Linked DNA regions of Callithrix jacchus: region 2 is linked to region 1. A link is a contact called in public Hi-C data. All regions are on one chromosome and are shown on one strand. Each heading gives the region's core, a stretch centred on a gene start, on an enhancer-like site or on the middle of the called end of the contact. The rest is flanking DNA. Distances are from core to core; before and after follow the strand shown.

The links. A called contact is a pair of places that touch in the nucleus more often than the background predicts.
Region 2: a Hi-C map of skeletal muscle shows a contact between it and region 1, with 1.9 times the contacts expected there. The contact joins the enhancer-like site here to the promoter of DCPS in region 1. A contact is called at or near these places in 3 of 3 Hi-C or Micro-C datasets (induced pluripotent stem cells and skeletal muscle).

What each region holds. Positions count from the first base shown.
Region 1 is chr10:25,961,693-25,966,965 of calJac240_pri, reverse strand. It overlaps DCPS (decapping enzyme, scavenger), which reads right to left and starts at 1,520. Exons shown (of 5, transcript XM_035265032.3): 1 at 1,301-1,520. The coding sequence starts at 1,501. It overlaps LOC103796071 (a long non-coding RNA gene), which reads left to right and starts at 1,267. Exons shown (of 2, transcript XR_623735.5): 1 at 1,267-1,374; 2 at 2,611-2,719.
Region 2 is chr10:26,078,816-26,084,914 of calJac240_pri, reverse strand. It overlaps ST3GAL4 (ST3 beta-galactoside alpha-2,3-sialyltransferase 4), which reads right to left. Exons shown (of 11, transcript XM_078339789.1): 11 at 5,195-5,872. The coding sequence ends at 5,786. Among named protein-coding and RNA genes, the nearest start is that of ST3GAL4, 59 kb to the right of the region's middle. Within about 2 kb of position 3,389, at least 15 of the 16 cell types and tissues checked have an H3K27ac peak or open chromatin away from gene starts, as enhancers often do. A contact at or near this core is called in skeletal muscle, where this site is marked.

The DNA.
Region 1 (5,273 bases), core at 271-2,770:
CTTGAACCCAGGAGGCGGAGGTTTCGGTGAGCCGAGATCGTGCCATTGCACTCTAGCCTGGGTAACAAGAGCGAAACTCTGTCTCAAAAAAAGAAAAAAAGAAGGGAGCCTCAGTGGCTCAGGCCTGTTGTCCTGATGCTTGAGGAGGGGAGGCCACATGTTCAAGGCCAGCCTGGGCAACATAAAAACCTCTCATTAATTAAAAAAAAAAAAAAAAAAAGCCCCAGCACAGTGTCTCACACCTATAATCCAAGCACTTAGGAAAGCCAAGTCGGGGGAAATCACCTGAAGTCAGCAGTTCGAGACCAGATTAGACGACATGGCGAAACTCTGTCTCTACTAAAAATAAAAAATTAGCCAGGCATGGTGGCAGGTGCCTGTAATCCCAGCCACTCGGGAGGCTGAGCCAGGGAGAATCGCTAGAACCCAGGAGGCAGAGGTTGCAGTGAGCTGAGATCACACCACTGCACTCCAGCCTGGGTGACAAAGAGGAGAGACTCTGTCTCAAAAAAAAAACAAAACAAAAATAAAAAGACAAACAGAGAGGCATGGAAGCCTAAACCAAGGTTACCTGATCCTCCCAAAGGTGAGAGTTCCTGCTAGTAGTTTTGGAGAACCCCCATATCTGCCCTGGTTGGGCCTCCTTACTAGTTCCTGGAATGGTCTCCATCTCTCCTCAGCCCCTGCCAGACGGCTGAGCATGTTGGTATTGGAGCAAGCTGTGTGTATCTGTCTCGCCAGAAATATTCCGTAGTCCTGAAGATCGGGGATGGTAACTTTCATCTCCACATCCCCAGTACCTAGATGAGGGTCTGGCATGCATGAAAATGCGTGTGTAGAACTGAATTAACAATTATAATATATTGTCTCCTATTAGGGCGGAAGTCGTGTAAGGCAGAGATCACATCTCCTACAGTCTCATGTCGTTTCCAGGGACAGGGATGTGTAAGACATCTAACGTTTACTGGATCCCCAATCCCTGTATACATAAGTGGATGACGATGAATGGCTTGGGAAATGTAACACGTGATCTTTAATCTGCAATACACTCTCCTAGTAGATATTTCTAGTCAAGGAGACACTTAGAAAAATTAGAGCTAGATGTATTCATTGCCTTAATTTCAAGGGCAATCTTGCCGCCTTTTACCGCCCCTCTGTGCATTCTAGTGGCGCATTCCGCCTCCCCCGAGTGATGATTGGTTTTTTCCGGTCGAGATCCGAAAAAAAAAAAAAATCCGCCTCCGAAGTGATGATTGGCTCACTGGTATCCACATCCCACCCCAGGGATGCCTCCTGGTACCTTTCCGTGTAGGAAAATGATTTTGTCCCGCGCAGACTCCCTCAGCACTTTCTGCAGTCTGAAGCCGGAGAACGGTAAGCGGACAGGAGCACAGGTACCATTTCCAACGTCTGCCTTCTTTTCCTCGGTGCTGGCGGCGTGTGCCTCCTCCAAGTCCAGCTCGCGCTTTCTCTTGCTAGGTTGAGGCTCTGCGTCCGCCATGCTGCCCGGGAGGCGGTGTGCGCCTGCGCGCTTCGCGCTGGCCACGCCCTTCGCTCGAGCCTGGCTGGCTGGCTGGCTGGGCTGGGACGCCAACTCCCAGTACCCGGCTTGGGGACTTCTCCTGTGGCTGCGGGCCGCGTATGGCGGAGCCTTCTGACCTGTCTTAGGGCGCTCCTTTCAACTAAGTTACTGCCTTTGGCCTGGTTGCGGTGCCGCCCGGCCCTGAGAGAAGGGAAAAGAAGGCTGAGAGTCCCGAAAGCCGCGGGCTAGATGTGCTAGCGCAGGGAATAGGGACCTCCAGGCCCACGCTCGGGAGCTGTAGCCGAAGACCTCCTTGAGCCACGGGAGTGTTGGAGACCTTGTTTTAATGCTGACATTTTAATCATACTTACACCGACGTTGACCAGTTGTCGGGCAAGTAACGTTTCTGACGCAAATCCGTGAGCCCACTTTATAATTTGGTCGCTTTTTTTATACCGAGTATTTAAGCCATTTCCATTTTTCCCCCGTTTTCATTGCTTTACTTTTCATCCTGTTCGGTTTTTTTCTTTGTAGACTCAGCACTTTTCTACTGAAAAGAAAGGAAAACGAACAGGGCCAGAAGAACCATTTCCATCACCCACTTATTTCTGGGCTGGAGGCATACCCCTCCTCTCTATCTAGTTTGCCTGTATTTCTGCCCTTCTTCCCTGGGGATAAGATTCGCGGTATGATTCGTCTCCAAGGGTTTCGTTTCTCTTTTTTTTTTTTGCCATGTAACATTATTACTGGTAACTTCCGCTGTTGAGAGTTTGCTTGGTGGCCATTGTTTCTAGTTAGCCCTTTTTTCCGTGGTGTTGACAGATCTAAATTTTGTTAAGAGTTCGTACTTAACATCGTTTCAGTCATTTTCAACATTAGCAACAAGGTGCAATTTACGGTCAGCTTTTGTTCAGTAACAAAGTGTACCATGTGTTAGTTTGAATTTTGGATTTTTTCTACCAGAAATATAGATTAGGAGTTGGATAAAAGACATTTGTGTGTGATGCAGAAAGCATTATTAGGGGAGACTTAGGATCTAGAATAATTATCTTCAACAACAACAAAAAAAATTTGTCATCTGTCCACAGGTTTCCTGGATCCATTCCTCACCTTCTGAGAATATACAAAAAGAGGTTGTAAACTGTATTCAAGACTAGTAAAAAAAAATATCCTGGAGGACAAATGGCAATGACAAAACCTGCTTGACTCCAAGACCCTGATTTTATGAAAATTTCTTGGCTTTTTTTTTTTTTTTTTGGACTTTTTTTGCCATTAGGAAGGGAATTTCAGTGGAGTAGCTATGTTTTCGCAAAAGGAGCCCAGAATTGAGAGGCATGAAGTCGGGTCCCAACACTGACTAGCTGTGCAACTTTGGAGAAGTCACTTAACCTCTCCAGGTCTCCATTTTCCATGTGCCAGCCACTATCAGTTTTGAGCAAGACAGAGGAAGTATCCTTTCACAAAATGTATATTCAAATGGGGTATGGGACATAAGCAAGATAATGATTAAGTGCTCTTAATAGAACAAAACTGGACAGTGTGAAGATCCTGGGATAGGAGCCCTCCCTTTTGTTTTTCTTTGAGACGGAGTCTCATTCTGTCACCCAGGCTGGAGTTACAGTGGTGTGATCTTGGCTAACTGCAACCTTTGCCTCCTTGGTTCAAGCGACTCTCCTGCTTCAGCCTCCTGAGTAGCAGGGATTACAGGCATGCACTAGCATGCCTGGCTAATTTTTGCATTTTTATTAGAGACGGGTTTTGCCATGTTGACCAGACTGTTCTCAAACTCCTGACCTCAAGTGACTTGCCCACCTCCCAAAGTGCTGGGATTACAGGTGTGAGCCACCATGCCTGGTCAAGCCTTTTAGATAAGATGATCTCGGACCTCTCAAAAGGTGACTGACATTTAAGCTGAGACTTGAATGATGAGAAGGAACCAGCCATATGAAGAGCCCAGGCAGAGTAAATATTAGATTGTCAGAGACCCTAGAGCAGTTATGTGCTTGACATTTTTTAAAAATGAGAATGGGCTGGGTGCAGTGGCTCACACCTGTAATCCCAGCACTTTGGGAGGCTGAGGGGGGTAGATCATGAGGTGAGGAGTTCAAGACCAGCCTAACCAACATGGTGAAACCCCATCTCTACTAAAACATAAAAATTAGCTGGGTGTGGTGGTGTACACCTGTAATCCCAGCTACCTGGGAGTCTGAGGCAGGAGAATCACTTGAACTCAGGAGGTGCAGGTTGCAGTAAGCCAAGATCGCACCACTGTACTTCACCCTAGGTGACAGGGAGCAAGACTCAGTCTCAAAAAAAATAAGAATGACCTGTGTAGCTAAAATATAATGAGCAAACCAGAAGCATTTGAAATGAAATTGTAGAGAAATGTATTCATTATTGGCAAAAATTCATTAATATGGGTATAATTTTGATTAAAATATAAAACCAGAATTCTGCTCTTCAAAAAGCCTGGCTCAAACCCCACCTGGCAACTCACACTTGTAGTCCCAGCTACTCAGGAGGCTGAGGCGGGAGGATCACTTGAGCCCAGGAGTTTGAGGCTGCAGTGAGCTATAATCACACCACTCCGCTCCAGCCTGGGCAACAGAGCAAGGCCTTGTCTCTTAAAAAAAAAAAAAAATAGTAAGAATGCCCCAGACATGGTGGCTCATGCCTGTAATCCCAGCACTTTGGGAGGTTGAGGAAGGTGGATCACCTGAGGTTGGGAGTTCCAGACCAGCCTGAGCAACATGGAGAAACCCCATCTTTACTAAAAATACAAAAATTAGTCAGGCATGGTGGCACATGCCTGTAATCCAGCTACTTGGGAGGCTGAGGCAGGAGAATCACTTGAACCTGGGAGGCAGAGTTTGTGGTGAGTTGAGATTGCACCATTGCACTCCAGCCTTGGCAACAAGAGCAAAACTCCATGTCAAAAAAAAAAAAAAAGCCTGGTTCAAGGAAAAGATGAGCTAATAGGAAGCCTCAGCTACTAGAGTTCCTATTAAATACTAAACCTCAGAGTTTAAGGAATCTTTATGGCAGCACAGTTAAAACTAATTACATTTAAAATTCACTAGCCACTTTGCAAGTGTTTGATAGCCGCTTGTGACGAGTGGCTACCATATCAGTACAGATGTAGAACATTTCATTATCAATGGAACTTCTACTAGACAATGCTATATTAGGGTATGCAATATTATAAAGCCCTATTCAAATTATTTAGTTTTTTAGAAATCTTAAAACTTCTCCCAAGCAAGGTGCAGTGGCTCACACCTGTAATCCCAGCACTTTGGGAGGCCTAGGCGAGTGGATAACTTGAGTTCAAGAGTTTGATACCAGCCTGGCTATCATGGTAAAATCCCATCTCTATTAAAAATACAAAACTTAGCCGAGTATGGTGGCAGGCACCTGTAATTCCAGCTACTCGGGAGGAGAATGGCTTAAACCTGGGAGGCGGAGGTTGCAGTGAGCCAAGATCACGCCACTGCACTTCAACCTATTCAGAGCGAGACTCTTGTCTAAAAAAAATAAATCCTCCCAAATCTTTTCTTTATTAGTCTAAAGAAGGACTGGATACTTCCCACTTCCATTTCAGGGATTATGACAGACTAAACTGAAAACAAGTCAGCTACAAAACACCTGAACATTCTGGATGCAAAATTTAAAACATTCTTTTACTTACATTGCTGAGCTCTCAAAAAAGTAAAATTTTCAGGAACCAAAAATGATGTGGGAGTTTGAATCCATA
Region 2 (6,099 bases), core at 2,140-4,639, 120 kb before region 1:
CATAAATAAGGATTCAGGGCCGGCGCAGTGGCTCACGCCTGTAATCCCAGCACTTTGGGAGGCCGAGGCAGGCAGATCATGAGGTCAAGAGATCGAGACCATCTTGGCCATGGTAAAACCCCGTCTCTACTAAAAATACAAAAATTAGCCAGGCGTGGCGGCACATGCCTGTGGTCCCAGCTACTCAGGAGGCTGAGGTGGAAGAATCGCTTGAACCCAGGCGGAGGTTGCAGTGAGCAGAGATTGCGCCACTGCACTCCAGCCTGGCGACAGAGTAAGACTCCGTCTCAAAAAAAAAAAAAATAATAATAATTCAGGCAGAATTTTCAGATAATGGCGTCCTATTTGACTTTTAATATAAATGTCAAAGTTTCAGGCAAGGTGTGGTGGCTCATACCTGTAATCCCAGAACTTTGGGAGGCTGAGGCAGGCGGATCACGAGGTCAGGGATTTGAGACCAGCCTGGCCAACATGGTGAAACCCCGTTTCTACTAAAGATACAAAAAATTAGCCGGGTGTGGTGGCAGGCACTTGTAATCCCAGTTACTACGGAGGCTGAGGCAGGAGAATCGCCTGAACAGGAGAGGTGGAGTTTGCAGTTGGCTGAGGTCTCACCACTGCACTCCAGCCTGGGCAACAGGGCGAGACTCTGTCTCAAAAATTAAAAAATTAAAAAAAAAAAAAGTTTCTCTAGCTCTCCTGCCATGCAAGGGCTCCATCAGTGCAACAGAGATTCACTGAGAAAAACAGCACAGACCTGAGGGATATTTCCAACCAGATTCCACTAGCTTTATGCATAGTAAGAAAAGAAACGGGGAGACATCCCTTAAGTGTGAAAGTTGGTGATGTGTGTAAATAGTCTTGGGAAGACTCAGAATGATAGATGGTTCTGGACTAGCTCAGTTCAGCAATTCCAACTCCAATCCCCTAGGGTTGTTTCAACATCTGATGCTGCTCTCATTCTCTCCACCCAACTCCACCCTCCCAACCTTCCAAGGCTCTTGAGAGGAAGCTATGTCTCTGTTCAGGATGTGGATGTTTAAACTGTGAGCCTTCCCTGGGAGCCCAAAATGGGGCAAAAAAACAGCACCTGCCTCTCAAAGTTCATTTTTCTCTAAAAAATTTTTGCCAAGCCCTTTTGTAATAACCCTCTAAGCACTGTGGTCTCTTTCAGCTGCTTCACACCATCTTCAGTCCCTTTAAGTGAGGAAGTACAGCCTTCCCATAATCTGTCATCTAATGAGACTTAAAGTTCATCTCTTTGTCTTATTTATTGGGTGCAGGATCCCAAAAATCTCTAACAAGAGAGACAGACTCAGTGAGAAAGAACTGGACAGGAAAATCGACTATAACTACAGACACACACCTACACCCACACCACCTGCATACTCCTCTTTAAACTTTTATGTCAGAAAGAAGGTCTTATTTCTTGGAACCACATCTGGTACAGAATCATGGAAATGTTGGAAACTAACAGTTTTCCGAAACTATAATGAAGACTTCAAAAAGGTTGGAGAGTTTAGAATAGAGCTTACAAACTCAAGTTACACTTCTCAACCTTTGTTTAGGAAGCTACTGTGGCATGCTAGGTACAACTGAAATGGATAGTGTCTCCCAAGAAACCTCAATCCCTAAGGGCGTCCGACTTCAACTTGAATACCACTAATAGCCAAGCGCGTGGCTCACACCTGTAATCCCAGCACTTTGAAGGCCGAGGCGGGCGGATCACCTGAGGTCAGCAATTTGAGACCAGCCTGGGCAACATGGTGAAACCCCATCTCTACTAAAAATACAAAAGTTAGCTCGGTGTGGTGGTGAGCGCCTGTAATCCCAGCTACCAGGGAGGCTGAGGCAGGAGAATCGATTGAACCGGTGGCAGTGGGGGGCGGGGGGCTGCAGTGAGCTGAGATCATGCCATTGTACTCTAGCCCGAGAGACAAGAGCAAAACTCTGTCTCGAAAAAAAAAAAAAAAACAGAAAACCACTGATAGAAAGCAATTTAAACACTGTTCATGGTTTGATTATGCAAAGCCTGTGTTGGAGTCATTTCACGGATGTCTTACTTTCCCCTACCTAGCTTGTGGGTGATTTGAAGACAAAGGCTTTTCTGTAACCAGCCATGTTACTCACTACCTAGGCAAGTATTTGGCACTACAAATGTACCTCACCTGTTTCATACCCTCTGGCATTTTCCATGATGCAAGGCAGTTTTCCAATTAATATTGATATCATACTTTACAGTCTACAAAATGTTTTTATGATCATATTCCCATTAGGTCCTTAAAACCTCATTGTGAGAGAGAGACATGAGTAATCACTATTTTCCAGCTGGAGAAGCAGAGGTTGACTCACCTAATTAAACGACAGAGCAGGGAGTTGAACTCACGGCCCAACCGTCCCTATTTGGTGTGGAACGCACCTCACTGCCTCCCACAAAAACCTGCTTCCAAGCTCAAACTCTTCGTAGGCTACGCAGCCTCTGGAGGAAAGCAACAGAATGTATTTATGTCCTTGGAAAATGTAAATAAAATCTTTAGTGTCCAAAATTAAGGCACACCATGTGATGTGAACACAGAGTAACATTTAAATGTGCTCCTGCGCTACAGACCTTGACCCTTATCCTGCCCAGCAAGGTGGTGGAGCTGGGAGTCTCTACTCCCTCCGGGCCTCAGTTTACCCTCTGTGGACTTCCGGAGTCTAAATTCGATGGGGCAGAGCTCTTCCACTCCCTTGCAGCCGCGGGCGGTTCCGCCTCCACACCTTCCCTCGCCTCTGCGCTGAATCCAAAGCAGGTCGCATGACAGAGGCCCAGCGAGAGTTCGGAGGGGCGCGGCCCCCCAGCCCGCCCGGCCTCCCCAGAGTCGTCGCTAAGGCTTTGGGCCGCTTGCCAGGAAGAAGCCGGGCTCGCCGGAGGTGGGGCGCCGGGGCCAGCGTCCCGAAAGGCCCAGGGCGGAGGCCGGCAACCTGGGGGAAGAACTGCCTGCCCTGCGACATTCCAGGCGAGTTCCCACGGCCGCGGGGGTCAGCTCGGCGCCTGGGTGGACCGCGCATGCGCTGCTCGGGGCGGGGCGGGGCGGGGCGGGGCGGGGCGGTCCAGATCAGTAGCTCCTCTCTTCCCCGCCCGCCCGGGGAGGAAACTGCGCGAGCGCCTAATTAACGCCGCTCAAGGACACTGGGGATTAGCGCAGGCTTTACACGCAGACCGTAGAGTCGAGAGGCGCGTGCGATGATCCTTGAGTCCGGATTCCTAGAGCAGTGGTTCTGGGTGCTTGGGGAAATTCCAGATTCGTGGGTCCTGTCCCCAGCAGCCTGGGTGAGACCCAGGAATCTGCATTCCCAAGTCTCCCTCGGTAATTCTGAGATAAGCGGCCCTCCTTGGCTGGACCCACCCTCTTGTTGCAGAGAAATGACCGGCCCACGGGCTTACAAAATAAGGCGACGGAGCTGGAGAAGAACCCCGATCTCCCGACTTGCCCTCCAACACGTGCCCTACTGTTCTCTCCCCTCTTTCCCAGGGCATGGTCTAATCAGTCCCAGGCAGGCTGGCAGGCAGTTCATTCCCATTGGTTGGGCTAATTGAAGGCTGAAAGTTCCCTTTCCCAGAAAACCAAAGAACCCCATCCAGCAGCCCCACATCAAAGCTCCACTCTCAGCTCAGACCCTTGGCCAGTATTGTCTCAATCTGTGTGGGATATGGGGCACCTTGGAGAAAGCTATCCCCAACCCCCAAGCAAAACAATGGCCTATTTGGGTGTACACACACCCCACACTCAGTCTTCTCAGTATGTGAGCAGGAAGGACCGTCTGCACACAGAATCACAACCCACCAAGAATGTAAAATGCTCCCATGTCTATATGTGTGCATGTGTGGAGTTTGGAGGGGTCTGACCCACCCCTGTGTGCCGGAGTCTGGCTTGAGTTTAGGCACGTTCAGTAACAAGCCGTGACCTCAGTCCAGGCCAGCTGGATCATATGTGCAGACAGCCATTCTCAATGGCCCTGGGTGGGGAAACCGACACTCCCTTGCATCTCTGCATGAGCAGCAGCTGGGGACGCATCAGGGATGAGCAGAATTCAGATCCCCACACACTCACAACCCCTGCTGTCTGCAAGATCCCTCCCCAGGACAAAGTCTTCAAGATAAAGTTTGCCCTTGTGGAGGGGAGGGGGCTTGGGGCTGCAGATGCTGGGGTTCTACTTACTCTCAGAAGCCCCCTCTTCCCTAGCAAAGCAACCAGACTGAGAGAGCAGAACTTCTGTTCCCTGGGAGGGTCCTTGGGTCCGTTCTGGGGGATGAGGTGGGTGTCCTCAAGGCCAGTCCAACACTCTGTGGAGAAGTGTCATTTTCCTCTGTTCTTCCCAAATTGCTGCCTCTCTTTATCTGTCCCGTCCCAGCCTGGCTTGTCTCAAAACCTCAAGGCTGCAACTCTTTCCGAGAAAGCCAGGAACACAGCTGCCAGTTCCATTCCCCAAGGGGGGAGTTCCAACTCTCTCTCCTGGCTCCAGATGTAAAGGAACAGCTGTGGGGTGGCAGGAAGCCCAGTTGGCAGCTAAGCAGGATCTGGGAAGATGGAGAACGAAGGCGGGAGAGACAGGCAAACGGCAGGATTGTTATGATTCTAAAGACCTAGGAAAGAAACTGTTTCATCTCCTGGCCCGACAACTGGCTGATAGGCCTTGCCAAATCCTTTCGACGCTGCCCTCCAGGACTGCCCACCCCATCACTGGCAGCCTGGGCTGCTGGCAAGACCTTCCATAAACTCCATTTTCTGGTTCTCAGTTAATCTGAGAAGGGAAACTTGGCTTTCTTTGTCTGACCCCACCCCTGTCCTTAAAACATGAACCTCCCAAGCATGAGATTTGGGTAACTGAAGAATGGTGTGGGAGAGAGGAAGGAAGGTGGGAGAGGGCTCTGCCACTCCCATCTGGCATTCTCCAGCCCCTCCCTCCCCTGGGCAGTAAAACTAGGATGCAGGGTGCCAGGCTGGGTGTCTGCAGACAGGGCTGCTGTGAGCACCACCTCACTCTCCCGCTATGCCAGGGTGGTAATGCATGACTGGGCACACAACACTGGACTCAATAAGTAATTATTCCCTGAGTGACCATGCCCTGCTCTGGTCTAACAAGCCTGCCAACTGCCACACCCTGCCCCATGCTTTCCCCAACCTGAAAGGACACTGGAAATCACAACTGCTTCCATTTTAAGAAAAATAGTTTAATGGTAGGTTTGTAAACTCTTTTCTAGGTAAGGTTCCATTCTCGGTGGAACCCCCACACCACTGCTCTTCCCATGCCTGCTGGGAGGTAGCAGCCCCTCTCTGGAGGGCACCCACCCATTCCCAATGCCCTGCCCTCCTGGGAGTCAGGTGCTGGGTCTAGGCCTTGATGGGGCCATCAGCTGTAGGTTTTTACAAAAAGTGGGCAGAATACTCTACTGGCCTCTTTCCTAGATGCATGGGACCAGCCCACAGCACCTTCCTACCCCTTAATTAAATAGCCCATTAAATAATCTCTTGGTGCTGGCAGAGAGGGGGTTCCACAGCAACAAGCCCCCTGCCCTGGCGGGGCTCCCGTGGCCCCAGCGCCCCCACCCTGACTGGATCTCGGCTCCGTAAGAACAGCCAGGGGCATGGCCTCATCTCAGACCTGGCCAGGCCCGGGACTCCCTCCCCAAGAAGGGGTGAGTCCAAGTGGGTCATACTGGCACCGGGCATCCCCACAGCCACAGATGGGGGTCACCCAGACAGCAGAGTAGGCAACCGACAGGCTACAGCTCTCGCCCAGGTCAGAAGGACGTGAGGTTCTTGACGGCTCCCATCTCCAGCATCCGCTTAATGGCCAGCGCCTCTTGGGAGACATTATGGCCTGACCCCTGTGGAGACAGCCAAGGAAATCAACTGAGGGACTCCCAGGGACCTCTCTGTTTCCAGGAAAGTCTCCCTACCCCTCCCCATGGCCCCACACTTCTTGAGAGCTCCCCTCCCCATGCTGGCTCTTGGAAGGAAGACAAAACGTGTGTGGCTGAACAGAGAGGACGCTGGCTGGGGAGTCCAGATGCCTCGGTTCTAGTTCTGACTCCAGGAGCCACCGCTGGGTCTC